Regions from separate parts of the Mus musculus genome. Here region 1 is linked to region 2. A link is a contact called in public HiChIP or PLAC-seq data. All regions are on one chromosome and are shown on one strand. Each heading gives the region's core, a stretch centred on a gene start, on an enhancer-like site or on the middle of the called end of the contact. The rest is flanking DNA. Distances are from core to core; before and after follow the strand shown. Region 1 holds the start of Rngtt (RNA guanylyltransferase and 5'-phosphatase). Region 2 has its middle 24 kb from the start of Gabrr1.

Region 1 (7,101 bases), core at 3,718-6,217, 200 kb before region 2:
CTGCCTCTGTCTCTTGATGGCTGGGAATACAGGTGGATATCAGACTCTTATCTCCTACTCAACTAACACCTTTCAGCCCTTCTTCCTCCATTCCTTTAATCCCTCTTTTATTCTTTACCCAACTTCTAGATGACAGCTTTCTATAGGTTCTGCCCTGGACCTCCTCTCTCTTAACTATGTATAAAGTCTTCACTACTGGAGGATAAATAATGATAAATAATGATAACTCTTTGCCAAATTGTTCTTTCCCACTGCTGGAGTTACAGATGTGTGTGTATCAACACTCCTGGTTTTGTCCCTACCCAAGTACAAGGGAAGCTGAGTAGAGTCTCTTGATGTCTCAAAGAGAGAGTGGGGACACTATTCCAACTGAAACAATACAAAAGCAATAGTGTACTCACATACATAAAATAAATAAATCTTTAAAAAAATGAGTACCAATGTTGAACCAGGCATAGTGATGTATACCTCTAATCCCAGCACTTAGGAGACAGGCAGGCAGATCTTTGCAAGCTCAAGGCCAGCCTCATCTGAGTTCCAGAGCTGCATAGTGAGATCCTACTTCAAACTAAAATTCAATCATGCTGGAGAAACAGCTTAGGAATTACAAGTACTTGCAGCTCTTGCATAGAACAGGTGTTCAAATCCAAAATGTTTTTTATAATATGCAATTCTAGATTTTAAAAAAACAACAACATAAAAGTAGAAGAGGGGAGCCGGGCGTGGTGGCGCACGCCTTTAATCCCAGCACTCGGGAGGCAGAGGCAGGCGGATTTCTGAGTTCGAGGCCAGCCTGGTCTACAAAGTGAGCTCCAGGACAGCCAGGGCTATACAGAGAAACCCTGTCTCGAAAAACCAAAAAAAAAAAAAAAAAAAAAAAAAAAGTAGAAGAGGGACTATCTAAGATAAGGAAGAAGAATAGTGAAGGGGGGAAAGGACAGAGTAGCAGACCAGTGAACATGATCAAAGTACATTATTACAAAAGAACATTGTCTCAATAAAAAAAAAAAAAAAAATACCTTGTCTCAAAAAAAGGGTGTGGTGGCACATGCCTTTAATCCCAGCACTTGGGAGGCAGAGGCAGGCAGATTTCTGAGTTCGAAGCCAGCCTGGTCTACGAAGTGAGTTCCAGGACAGCCAGGGCTACCGAGAAACCCTGTCTCAAAAAACCAAAAAAATAAAATAAAATAAAATAAAATAAAATAAAATATAAAAAGAATTCACAAATTTCACAAATTCAAAGCTAAACTGGACCAAGCTCCTCACTCCAAAACAACAACAAAAAAGGCTCAGGCTGGAGAAATGGCTCAATGAATAAAAGGATCCTTGTTTTACATGTATAAGGATCTTAGTTCAAATCTCACATTTTCAAAAAAGCAGGTGTGGTTGTACCACAGCTGTATCATAATCCTGAGGGGAAAGTAAAAACAAAGGGTCCCTGGACTTGCTGGCTCCCAACCTAACTCCAAGTGTAGGAAGAGACCCTTTCTCAAGGACGTTCAACATGTGTCAGATGTCCAACCTCTGAGCACAGACCTACACATGTCTCACACATATACACACACACACACACAGACACGCACAAATAAATGAAGGATAGGAATACAGATCAGTAGTATAATTGACGAGTATGTGTAAGGCTCCAAGTTCAATCCCAACATCACTAAGTAAATAAATATTTCTTAAAAGATTCACAATAGAATGGTCAACTTGACTGAAGATAATACAGCTATCAAAAAACATCATTATAACCAAAAATACATATAAATATGCTGAGAATAAAAAAAGTTTCCTTTTTAAAAAAAAAAAAAAAACTTGCTCGTACTACAACTTGCTTAAATTGTCTTTCTCTTTTACTCAAGGAATTGAGTTTCTTTAAAACTTTTTTATTTTTCAGACAGGGTCTCCCTATGTAACCCAGAATGGTCCTACCTCTGCCTCCTAAATGCTAGAATTATAGGTATATGCTACTAAACTGAGCTTTAAATTATCCTTTTCCCCTTTGAAATAGTCTTACTCTGTATCCCAGACTGGCCTTCAACTCACACCAATACTAAATGCTGGGAATTACACACATATGCCACCATCTCTGCTTAAAATCTTTCAATCACTTTTATTAACTGTTTATATAGCTTTATTGACTGAGGATTTCATATGAAATCTTAAGGAATGCTTACAAAATACAAAATAGAAGAATCAACGTAAACAAGCGCAGAATCTCTGCTTCTAACAATTTCATACACTGCTAGGCAATATTGTAAAATATGTTTAATATATACACATAAAACCTTTTTCTTCATTAAAAAAAAAACAGTAAGTTGCAAGTTAGTTAAAGCTTAAAACTTTCACTTTTTCTTTTTCTAAATTTGAGGCAGGGTCTCATTATGCAGCCCCAGCTGGCTGGAACTCACTACCTAGGACAGGCTGGCCTCGATTCACCAGCCTCTGCCTCGTATGCTGGCATTAAAGGTCCGTCCCACCACACCCTGCAAATGCAAAACTGTTGGGAGAATGAAAAGACAAGCTAGAGTGGAGTTGACGAGTATAGAAGGAGCTATTTGACCAACTCAAGCGCCCTTTAAAAAGTGGGGCTCTAGGGAAGGGCAGGCATATTTGTTCCCGACATCTCGGAAGCAGAAGCAGGATCAGGAATTAAAGCTGATCCTCAAACTACATTGGCCATAGTTCAAGGCCAGCCATACAAACACACACAACGTGAGAGTGCATGATGTTTGCATTTATTAAAGGATGTACGCCATCAATGACAGAAAGCAGATCAACAGGACTACAGAAGTTTCATACAACAATGTATAGAAAGACTACTATGTGGAAGCTGTCATAATATTTTCCCTATGTCCATATGCTCAAACAGTCTCTAGGCAGCCACACAGTGGGTTACATAAGAAAAAAAATTGTATATTAAGGTGAAGTGTTTTAGGTAAACTGAATGGAACACATACCAAGAGCATGAGATTTAAACGTGTATGGGTTTTATGTTTAAACTCCCCTTTTTGAAGGTTTATGTATGTGTGTGCATGTGATAATTATGAGTATAATCCACATGTATGCAGGTACTAGAAGAAGCCAGAAGAGGCAATCAGATGTCCTGGAAGTGGAGCTGCAGGTGGTTGTGCGCCACTCTTCATGTTCTCTGGAACAGCAGCACTGAGACAACTCCCACGCTCCTAAAACTCATGTTTAAAGCAAGTTACTTGGCCATGACTTGGTGTCAGCATGGCCAGGTCTAGAGACGAACTGTAGCAGCAGAGCCCGTGGGTCCTTGTTAGTCTTAGAATGCCACCACTCCCATTTATCTGTCACCACATAATTGGTGCTTACTGGAATCTCCTGCCATGGGTACAAGTGTTCATACAAGTGTTACATCCACATAATGTAAAGCAACATAAATAAGAGAGGGGGGAGCAAGAAATTTTGAAGGTGGCAAAAATTCTGAGACTCCCTAAATTTAATTCCAAATGACGCCAGAAAAGATACCCAGTTAACCACCACATCCTGACCCACGCATAACACAACTGTTTCTTCCTATATGTGCTGAAATCTTCACATAAGCTCCATCCTAAAACTTCCTGCTTTGTGTTACCCAGCACAGCTTTAAAACAAAAAGTTACAGTTTTAATATACAGGTTTTAGCTCAAGAGTTAAGAAAAAGCCGGGCGTGGTACACGCCTTTAATCCCAGCACTCGGTAGGCAGAGGCAGGCGGATTTCTGAGTTCGAGGCCAGCCTGGTCTACAAAGTGAGCTCCAGGACAGCCAGGGCTATACAGAGAAACCCTGTGTCGAAAAAATACAAAACAAAACAAAAAAAAAAAAAAGAAAAAAGAAAGAAAGAAAAGAAAAAGAGAGTCACTCAGAATAAAGACAACCAGAAAGCAAGGGTGTGGGCTTCTAAGAGAGTGTGGGTACCAGCTAGCTCCTCAATAGGGAGCCACAGCTCACTGTATTTTGCCTGGTGTTCAGATAGCTAAAAAGAGAGAAAGGAAACGCTTATGTCTCATAACTCCGATAAGGAGACTTAGCAGATCTTTGCAAACACCTGCCCGATAATTACTCTATAGCTGAGTAAATCCTGTGAAAACAGAACTTGTATTCCTTCCTCAATTTTAATCACAAAAATGTTTTTGGCTTCTAGGTCCAGCAGACAAAGTTCCTAATTGCTATCTAACCCGGTTGCTGGTAACTGTGGAGCCTGGTCCTTTAAAGTTACCATGTGCGATGTCTCCACGGATTCAGAGAACTGTGCCTCCGTTATTTCATGTGTATTCCCTGGAATACATGTGTGTGGTCCAAAACTATCAAACTGTACACTTTGAAGTCACTGTTCTTTTAGCCAAGCAGTGACCCGAGCCTATAATCCCAGCTCGCAAGTTCGGGGATGAGTCCACTATACGTCAAACTCAAGATGGCAACATTCCGCAAAAAGTCAATTTTTAATAACAAAACCAAAAGTCCCCCGCTATCCAGCCTCGCGTCTCTTTAAGCTTTCCTTCAATTTCCAGGCTCACACCCAGCTACTCTCTTTCCGAAAACAAGTCTCGCCAAGACAGCGAGACCCAGTCTCCAAAATATCACAAAGAGGTTCACAAACTTTAAGCTCTAGAAGCGTCTGGTCCACCTCCGGTCCTCACTCCTCCGCCTTGCGGGAGTCCCGACTGGCGACCACCAAGCGCGCGGTCCCCCAGGCCCGGCCGGCGCAGTGAGATTCGAACCCTCCCGCAGCCCCCTCCCGGGTACCTGCCACCGGCTGACCGCGCCGCGGACAGTTCAGCCACCGCGGCGGGATCTTGTTGTAAGCCATGTCTGTGCCGCCTCGCCGATAGCTCCACAGCAAACCAGCCCGGACCCCAACGGCAGCAGCTCTACCCGGGTCCTCAGCGGCGCGCCACTTTCATTCAGGTTCGACTCCGCGGCTCCCGGCGAACCCACAATGCACTGCGACTTCCGCCCCAAAGGGCCCGCCCCCTTTCTTCCGAGGTCAGGCGAAATGGAAGCCCCGCCCAAGTGAGGGAGGGGAAGCTGCTGAGAACTAGATAGGCGGTTCCACCTGGCCCGCCCCCTTCAGCCCCGCCCCTGTATCTCAGGGCGCCGGCCTCTGCCACGCCCCGCCCCTGTTTTGCCTTTGTGAGTACTCTAATGACTGGTGTCTCTTTTTTTCCATCTAAACCGGAGAAACCCCCAAAGTAGAAGGAATCCAAGCTTCTTTCCACCTGTGGACTGACCTGCTACATTCAGAAGGGTATTTCACAGGTGAAAAAGTGCTTTTCCGTTAATCATAGCTCAAATTTGATGTCTCTGCTGGATCTGGGTCATTTGAGAATCCTCCCTTTACCTGCATCAAAAAGTCCGGAAAACCAGAGTCTAGGTTATTATAAATGAGTTTTCTTTTTTTGGCGAAGTGTAGGGGACGTGCTTCCGACGACCCATAAAACATCAAAAATTAGTTCCAGAAGCCTTAAGACTATCATTTCTGGAGCAGATGGTTTTGATGTGGTGTTTGTTTGTTTTGTTTATTGCTGGTTTTCACCTTTTTTTTTTTTTTTTTTTTTTTTTTTTTTTTGGTTTTTCGAGACAAGGTTTCTCTGTATAGTCCTGGCTGTCCTGGAACTCACTTTGTAGACCAGGCTGGCCTCGAACTCAGAAATCCACCTGCCTCTGCCTCCCGAGTGCTGGGATCAAAGGCTTGCGCCACCACACCCGGCTTCGCCCATTCTTGAGATTTAAAACACCATATGAAAAGCTGTAGCTATAAGCTTGGTTGTGGGCCACTAGGAGCAAGCTGGTTCTTCCTTATAATCCCTTCAGTCATCAACTTGACATGCCTGAGAAGAGGAAACCTCGATTGAGGACCTAATTGACCTGTGGCCCTGTCTATTGGGCATTTTCTTGATTGCTAATTGTGGTGGTTTGACTGTGCTTTGCCCATGGGAAGGGGCACTGTTAAGTATGGCCTTATTGGAGGAGGTGTAGCCTTGTTAGAGGAAGTGTGTCACTGTGGGGTGGGCTTTGAGGTCTCTGTGTGTGTGCGTGCGTGTGTGTGTGTGTGTGTGTGTGTGTGCACGCGTGCGCGCACGCACGCACGCTCGCACATGATCAAGTCTGGCAGAGACAGTCTCCTCCTAGCCGCAGTTGGATCAAGACATAGAACTCTCAGCTTTCTCCAGCACCATGTTTGCCTGGATACTGCCATGTTTCATGCCTTTATGATAATGGACTGAACATCTGAACCTGTAAGTCAGCTACAATTAAATGTTGTCCTGGTCATGGTGTGACTTCACAGCAATGGAACCCCAAACTATGACACTAATCAATGGCAGAGAGCCAAGCCATTCCTGATCCGATGGGTTAGTGGTTCTCAACCTTCCTAATGCCGAGACCCTTTTAATACAGCTCCTCATGATATGGGGCCCCAGCCATAAAATTATTTTTGTTGCCACTTCATAACTTAATTTTGCTACTGTTATGAATTGTAATGTAAAAATTTTTTAATTTTTGAAGATAGAGGTTTTCTAGGGACTTGCAACCAGGAGGTTGAACACCAAAATCAACTGGCAAGGCTGTATAGGGAAGCTAGCTGAGCAAGCCAGGGATGTCAGCCTGAGTTTCTCCAGAGTTCCTGCCTTCAGGCTCCTGCCCTTGCTTCCTTTCTTGATGGACCAAAAGGCCAAAGAAATCCTTTCCTCCCGAAGGAGCTTTCAACCAGGGTTTGATTTACAGTGACAACAAAAGTAATCAAACGAAGGCTCAAAAGAATAAATCTAAATCCTACCTCTGGCCTTAGGTGAAGGGAGGCACAATCTGACTAAATTTACAGCTTTTTTTTTTTTTTTTACTATTGATCCCACCCTTTAGAGTGTCAATCATCTGACCAGGAGAGCTGCTAGTTTGCCTAGGCAGGCCTGCTGAGGAGTTGGAAGGAATAATTTCTGCTTATTCTCCCCCTAATGAGATACTGTATTTACATACCCAAAGTCCTCCCCCCCCCCCCCCGTAATAGAGTTACTTAAAGATTTTCACTAATTCTCTCTGCTTTCTGCCTGTTTCTTAATTTTAAAAAAGCATAACTTTTCTTTCCTTCTGATTGC
Region 2 (6,883 bases), core at 362-2,861:
TCTTCTTTTGGCCACCTTTCTTATTGTTGCAATATAGATGCCAACAGCAACAAATCACCTCACTCATCTCTAGTAGAAAGACTCCTTTCAGTGCACGGAAGATGATCCCTTCTTTGTCCTAGCCAGTTAGCTTTTCCAGAGGATAAATGAGCTCTGACTGCCCCAGACTAGACACAGTCTCTCCTGGACCTGGAGAAGCACACTTGTAAAACCAGTTCTGTGTTAATCAGGGTGAAACAGAAGCGGTCAGTAACAGCTCCATTTGAGCTGAATGTGTGACGTGTTCTGGCCACACTTTCCAAAACCCTCTCGCGGCTCGCCCTATGGTCGCTAAGCCACAATCCGGTTTTAAAAGTAGAGCTAAATTTGTAGCAGCTGAGAGCCAGGGGCCCTCTCTACCACGAGGTGCTAGAATGGTGGTCACAGTCACATGATAGAGAGGAAGGGTTAAGGGAGGGAAATCGGGCAAGCTGGCTCTTCCAAAAGCAGGCTTATAAATTACAGTGGACTTCCTTTGGGAAAGTTCAGCCTCATCTCCCTCTGCTGGTATCCTGGTAAAATCATATAAGACACCCTCAATCACCTGCCTTTAAAGTTCACCACGGGCTCCCTGGCTTCAAGCGCAACGTCACCACAGTCTCCAGCTTCTTGTTGATGGACCCTGGTGTTTTTATCGGGACTCCCAATGCCTGGGGCCATGACTGTGGGACCACCTTGTGGAAGAGATGTGTGATGAACGTTTACATGACAACTTGTCTGAGGGCCAAATACAGAGAGACCTCTTCCCTTCTGCTCTGAAACAGCCCCTGGGCTTGTTCTAAACGACAATAACTTACGTAACAGTTTCACATCCTGGCCTCAGGACAGGTGCGAGAGGCCCGACGCCCAGACCCCAGCTCAGGATGCCATCCCCCATGAAAGAGCTGATCTGTCAAAATGCCTCCTCATGTTGCCACCACCTGCCCCCTACAAAGCTTCTAACTGTCTGAGATTCCTTTGTTCTTGGAATGGCTCTGGGCATTTTCTTGGGGAAAAAAAAAACAAAAAAACAAAAACAACTCCCCCTGGCCTCTCTACCCTCCACCCTAGCTTTCTCGTGGTGGCTATCTCTATACTTACATCATTTTCAGTAAGTAAGTAAATATTTATTTTCACTGTATGCTTTGCTTCCTCGGGAGCAGTGGACATAGAGACCAGAAGAGGATGCTAACTTACTCTCCTAGTGAAGCCCCCCCCCCATCCCTTTAAAGCTGCTGCCATGTTGGCCTCTTACATGCACATACCATTTCCTGTGTAATGTTCTCTTTCCCACCTTGAGGCCTGCTTGTGGTCTCAAGGCCACTTCTAGTGACCACCTTTTCTAAAGAGAATGGCTTACGCATCTGCTTTCCCTTCCAGGATCGACCAGTGCTGCTCTTCCCCCCCCCCCCCCCCGTTTTAAAGAGAGACCAGAGGTCTGTCAGCTGAGGCTGCAGTGTGGTCACTGTCCTAGCCACACAGGATCTACCAGCAGTGCTGGATGTAAACTCCCCAGCCTTCAAACTAGAGACGTAAATGTTTGTGAACTAAGCTGCCAAATCTGTGCATTTTGTCACAGCGGCCGGAAGTCCTGAGCGGGCCGTGCCACAGCTGCCCAAGGGGAAACCATCTGTGTGGTTTCATCACAGACCATACCCACCTCCTAGCACATACACGCCGCTTTCAGGTTGATAAGATTCTCTGTACACTGTTTTCCTGGGGGAGGGTGGACTCTGTGCTATAATGTGGAGACCTAGCAATCCACTGGAGCAGTTGTGTTCTCATCTGCTGACTGTACCTCACACCACGCCTGTTTCCTTTATTTGATTGCATTCGGTATTTAGCAAGTGTTAAACATTGTTGGGAGAGGTATTGTTTTGTGCTTTGTGCTAAGCAATTCTTTTACATTCTCTGGCTCAACCCTGTATCTATCCCAAGCCAGGCTCAAGTTGTGCATATCTTTTGAAGAGTAAGAGCTCCTTACGCACACAGATAAGCGCCCGGGGGGACCAGAAAAAGTTAAACACACAGGCTTGTCTTGTCAGGGGAAGAGATATTTACCTGACTTCCACCGGGGATGCTGGGAAAGGTTTACAACCTAGTGGTCTCTCTATAGGTCAGGCTTCTCCCGAATCCCCCAGAATTCTGTTTGTTTATCCCAGACTTTTCCACCCTATATCTTAAGCATTGCTTTTCAATCTGTTAAACTCATCCTTACAAGCGATGTCATTTGTACCGTACATCAACCTAAGTGACTTCTATGTAATCTTAGGGCCAGGCTAATTCTGACTCTCAAAGGCATCGTGTTACCCCAGTCTTTCTCCCTAGACTTAAGCAATCTTAAGCATTGTGTCTGAGTTAACAGAACGGTCTTTATGGAAGTAGGTCTCTGTACTTTGTAAAGAGCTTCAATGTAAACATGCCTTAAACTGTGTTGTACACGTGGGACTGAATAAATTGTCATCAGAAAACTTTTTTTCCCAATATTGTGCTGTACTTAAATGTAGCTACAATCAACTGTCTGGGGTTAGACTCTAGAAGTTTGAACCAACACCATTTAAGCCTGAACAGTTTCATTCTTGTCTCTCCTCTGATGGTTTCACTGCCGGCCATTGTGTTTGCAGCAATGCCCCTCCCCCCACCCCACACACACAGTGTGTTACTTCTGAGTCTTCATCAAGAGTATCTATCTTTGAGACTGGAGAGATGTCTCAGTGGTTAAGACCACTGGCTGCTCTTCTAGAGGTCCTGGGTTTAATTCCCAGCACCCACATGACAGCTCAACACTGCAGAATACCAGTTCCACCCTCACACAGACATACATGTAGAAAACACCAATGCACATGATATAAAAATAAATGAACTACATATTTTTTAAAAAGAGGATCTATCATTGATGGCCTCATTCTGTGCCAAGGCATGTAAACTCACACACACACACACACACACACACACACACTCACCTGCCACTTTCTTAAAAAGGTAAGTGCATGCCTGCCTTAAGTATGGCCTCATAAGCACAATTAACCAAACAAAAACAGATAAAACGGGCTTCATCAAAATGACAACTATTGGGTTTCAGCAGTCATCATAAGAAAGTTAGAAAGTCAGTTGTCTGAGAAAGTATTTGCAAAGCATAAACCTGCTATAGAATTTCTATCTAGAATATATAAACAATCCCTGAAACTAGGTGATGAAAAGGCAACCAAATTTTAAAGTGGGCAAGCAATTTGAATAGACATTTGCCAAAGAAGATACAAGAGAAGCCAATAAGATACAGAAAACTCAGCACCACTGTCAACAGGAAACTGCACAACCAGGCCACAAAGAGAACACTTCATACCTATTGTGGAGGGTGGCCTAAAACAAAGAAGACAATAATAATCTGGAAATGTTAAAAAGTCTCACGTATTGCCACAAAGTATATATTAAACAATGCCCACACTTTGCAAACAGATCCTCTCAGAGTTAAATACAGAGCTACCCAATAACAGCAATTCTACTCCTAAGATATTCTGCCTAGAAGAATTTTTTTACGTCTCTATAAAAACTTCTGCATGGATGTTCATTGCAACACGTTTAATAACAGCCAAAATTCAAAAGAAAGCAAATGCCTATCTGTGATGGATAAATACACAGAAAAGTGCATATCCATGTAATGAGTATTATTCAGCCGTTAAAACGGAACAAAATACAGACACATGCTACAGATAGGTTAATGTAAGCATTATCTAAAACAAGGATGGAGAAAAATCGAGATGCAACTTAGCTGGTAAAACATTTGTGTGGCATGTGAAATGCTCTGGGTTCAACCCCCAGTACTGGAAGAAAGGAAGAGACAGAGGGAAGGATGGAGGGAGGGAGGGAAAAGATTATACAAGATGAAAGAAATCAGTCACTCAAGACCACCCATCTCCAAGCTCCATGTATACAATGTGTACATTATAGAGCAATGGAAAGCAAACTTTGGAGGGGAGGAACGGGAAAGCCAAAGATAAAAAGACAAGAAGTTTCTTTTGAGGGTAATGAAATGTTCAAAATGTTGGCATTCCTTCTAGGCTCTGCCCAACAGCAAGGTAGGCCTGGCTTGCTATAAAAGGGACTGTTTGGCCTCTCCCTCCCCCCTCCTCCTCCCCCTCCCCTTCCCTCTCTCCTCTTCCCCCTTTTCCTCCGCCCCCCCCCCCACCTTCTAAACTCCCCTTCCCATGCCCTAAATAAACTTTATTCTACATTATACCTGGTACCTCAAGGGGAAGGGATGCCTCTGCAAGGGCCGCTGAGGCACCCCTCCCACCACACCATACCATGCCCTATCAAACAAATCTTTGGCTTTTCTACAAAACACAACATTTGATGTCGTGACTTGGATTTAGAAACTTGCAGGGTCACATTTCCTGTCATCACGTGGACTTTCCAGCCATTCGATCACTAGAACTCTCCATCCAAACACTGGCAAATTTCCTTTTCCCTTGAGCAGCCGTTCTCTCTCTCTCTCTCTCTCTCTCTCTCTCTCTCTCTCTCTCTCTCCCCCCCCCCTTGAGACAGTTTCTCGCTCAGTTTCTCTCTCCCATAGTTAGAAAACCCTAAGCCTAGGTAAAGTGTTCTCCCTCGGGCTCTGGCCCTACAGCTTGGGCATTGGGCCCGCAGCTTCCCGTATCTACCCCAAAAGGCAGGAACCACCACTTTTAAAAATTGTTTTCACATGAAATGAAAATACATAGAACTTAAATGGCTCAAAATCACACAGCTCTCAATCAAAATTGCAAAGTCTTTTCCTCCCTTCTTTTCTTTTTCCTTAATTTCTTTTCGTTTTGAGACAGGGTCTCATGTAGCCTGGGCTATCTTCAAACTCACTTTGTAGCCCAGAAGTTCTGATCCTCCCTGCTTACCCCTCCTGAGTGCTAGGATTACTAGTGTGTGTCACCGTGTCCAGTTTACGCAGTTCGGGGGAAGCAAGCCAGAGTTGCTAGGATGTGGGCTAACAATCTATCACAGGAGCCCACGAGGTTCATCCTTTTACTCTCTAGACTCCTGCCTCTACATTGACTAAGACTAAGCTATCTCAATTGCCAGCAGGATATTATGTGATTGATGTAAGTAGCTAGAACAGTGTCTAAGGCTTAGAAGGCTTGGATAGAGAGAAGTTAGTCATTAATTTCTTTCATGACTACAATTAACATCTTCCATGTGCCAAACACTGTCCTGGGCCCTAAAATAAAGCAGTTAAAAACACAAGCAACTCTTAGCCCTGGGGGAACTTCCTTTGCTTGTGTTCCCTTCTGTCATAGCTTCATCCTCTCCCTGCCCACTCCACACCTTCTACCACCACCCAAGTGCCCTGCCTGCTCTTAGAACTCCACTCTGTAACCTCTCAAATACCATGGCAGGGCATGCACATGCTATGGTATCTGTGGCTGCCTGCTTCCTAGTGAGGGGAGACACAAGGGAGTGGGATGGTGGAGGGGCAGAGAACTGGGTGCAGAAAGCCCTGAGGAAGGCTGGGCCCCTGGTGCTGGAAGATCCTGCAAGGCTGAGACAGTCAGCCTTGTGGGTAGCAGGCCCTGCCTGTCTCTCCCATCCTATTTCCTTTGAACCCACACCACCAGGAAGTCAAAGGCTTCTAGATAAACCCGAGGGCTATGTAAAGAAAAAAATGAAAAAGCCCCCCCAAAACAATTACCAAAGCAAAAATCAAAAGAGCAGCAACAACAAAACAAACAACGTCTGCAATAAAGCCAGCCCAGCAGAAAGCCACGAGTGGATCTGACAAGGATCGGGGGGCTGTCGTGGCCATCTGGGCTCTGCTTCCATGGCTCACCACACCACACAACCATACTTCACTTGCTGTTGGAGGATCAGGTCTCTGTAACAGCCAATGCCATGGTTGGTGGTTGGTGGGCTGTTCTATGTTGGGCTGGTGGGTTTGCCCAAAAGCAGGGCAGATAAGTTGCTGAAGAAAGAGGAAGGGAGGGCTGGCCTTGGTCACTGCTTGGTCAGCCGTCTCGTGCCCACACATTTTACTCATCCCTGCCTTCCATCTCTTGTCCCCCCAGAGTCCCAGGGACAGACAGACAGTATTCTCCTAGAGAAATTTATTTCTGACTTTAGTACCAGCCTAGAGAGGAAGTGGGGAGAGATTACAGGCCACAGTAGATTTAGGAACTCGGGAGTTGAGCTCAGATGCTAACTTCTAAAAGATTTGTTTATTGTTTGTGTGTTTGTATGTGTGCCTCTGTGTGTGTGCCCATGTGTGTGTGTGTGATCCATAAGTATGTCTGTGTATTCGTGTGTGTCTGTATATATTTGTGTGTGAGTATATGTGGTTTTGTGTGTGTCTGTGTGTATATATCCATGTGTGTATATGCCTGTATGTGTGCCCATATATGTTTCTGTGTGTTTTCCTGTGTTGTTGTGTGTGCTCGTGTGTGCCTGTGTGTGCCCCTGTGTGTCTGTGTGTGTCTGTGTCTCTGTGTGTGTCTCTGTGTGTGTGTGTATCTGTGTGTGTGTGTGCGTGTGTATGAGTTATGTGCACCAGAGTTACAGATGGTTATGAGCTTTGAAATGTGGCTGCTGGAAGCTAACTGGGGTCCTCTGAAAGAACAGCTAGGTATTATTAATATTCTTAACCATTGAGCCTTCTCTCCAGCCCAGTTGTTTAAATAGGTGTTGATAAAGTCCACACTGACTTTTACACTCAGCTCTTCCCACCACCCTTGGACCATTCATGTTTTCTAAGAAGTTCCCCAGGTCAAGCCAGGTGTGGTGGTGCACGCCTTTAATCCCAGCACTTGGGAGGCAGAGGCAGGCAGATTTCTGAGTTCGAGACCAGCCTGGTCTACAAAGTGAGTTCCAAGTCAGCCAGGGC

The links. HiChIP or PLAC-seq counts read pairs in DNA pulled down with a chosen protein or histone mark.
Region 1: a contact with region 2 is called in an H3K27ac HiChIP or PLAC-seq map of microglia, with 6 times the contacts expected there. The contact joins the promoter of Rngtt here to the enhancer-like site in region 2. A contact is called at or near these places in 6 of 39 promoter capture datasets (the 3T3-L1 cell line, the C10 cell line, hematopoietic stem and progenitor cells and 3 more), 4 of 484 Hi-C or Micro-C datasets (the G1E-ER4 cell line, LSK cells, liver and 1 more), 12 of 115 datasets of contacts at active chromatin or transcription factors (bone marrow-derived macrophages, craniofacial prominence, effector CD8 T cells and 7 more) and 2 of 9 other capture datasets (adipose tissue and liver).

What each region holds. Positions count from the first base shown.
Region 1 is chr4:33,308,177-33,315,277 of GRCm38.p6, reverse strand. Rngtt (RNA guanylyltransferase and 5'-phosphatase) reads right to left here and starts at 4,967. Exons shown (of 16, transcript NM_011884.3): 1 at 4,754-4,967. The coding sequence starts at 4,817.
Region 2 is chr4:33,105,014-33,111,896 of GRCm38.p6, reverse strand. No RefSeq gene overlaps it. Among named protein-coding and RNA genes, the nearest start is that of Gabrr1, 24 kb to the left of the region's middle. Within about 2 kb of position 1,611, at least 32 of the 459 cell types and tissues checked have an H3K27ac peak or open chromatin away from gene starts, as enhancers often do. A contact at or near this core is called in effector CD8 T cells, microglia and regulatory T cells, where this site is marked.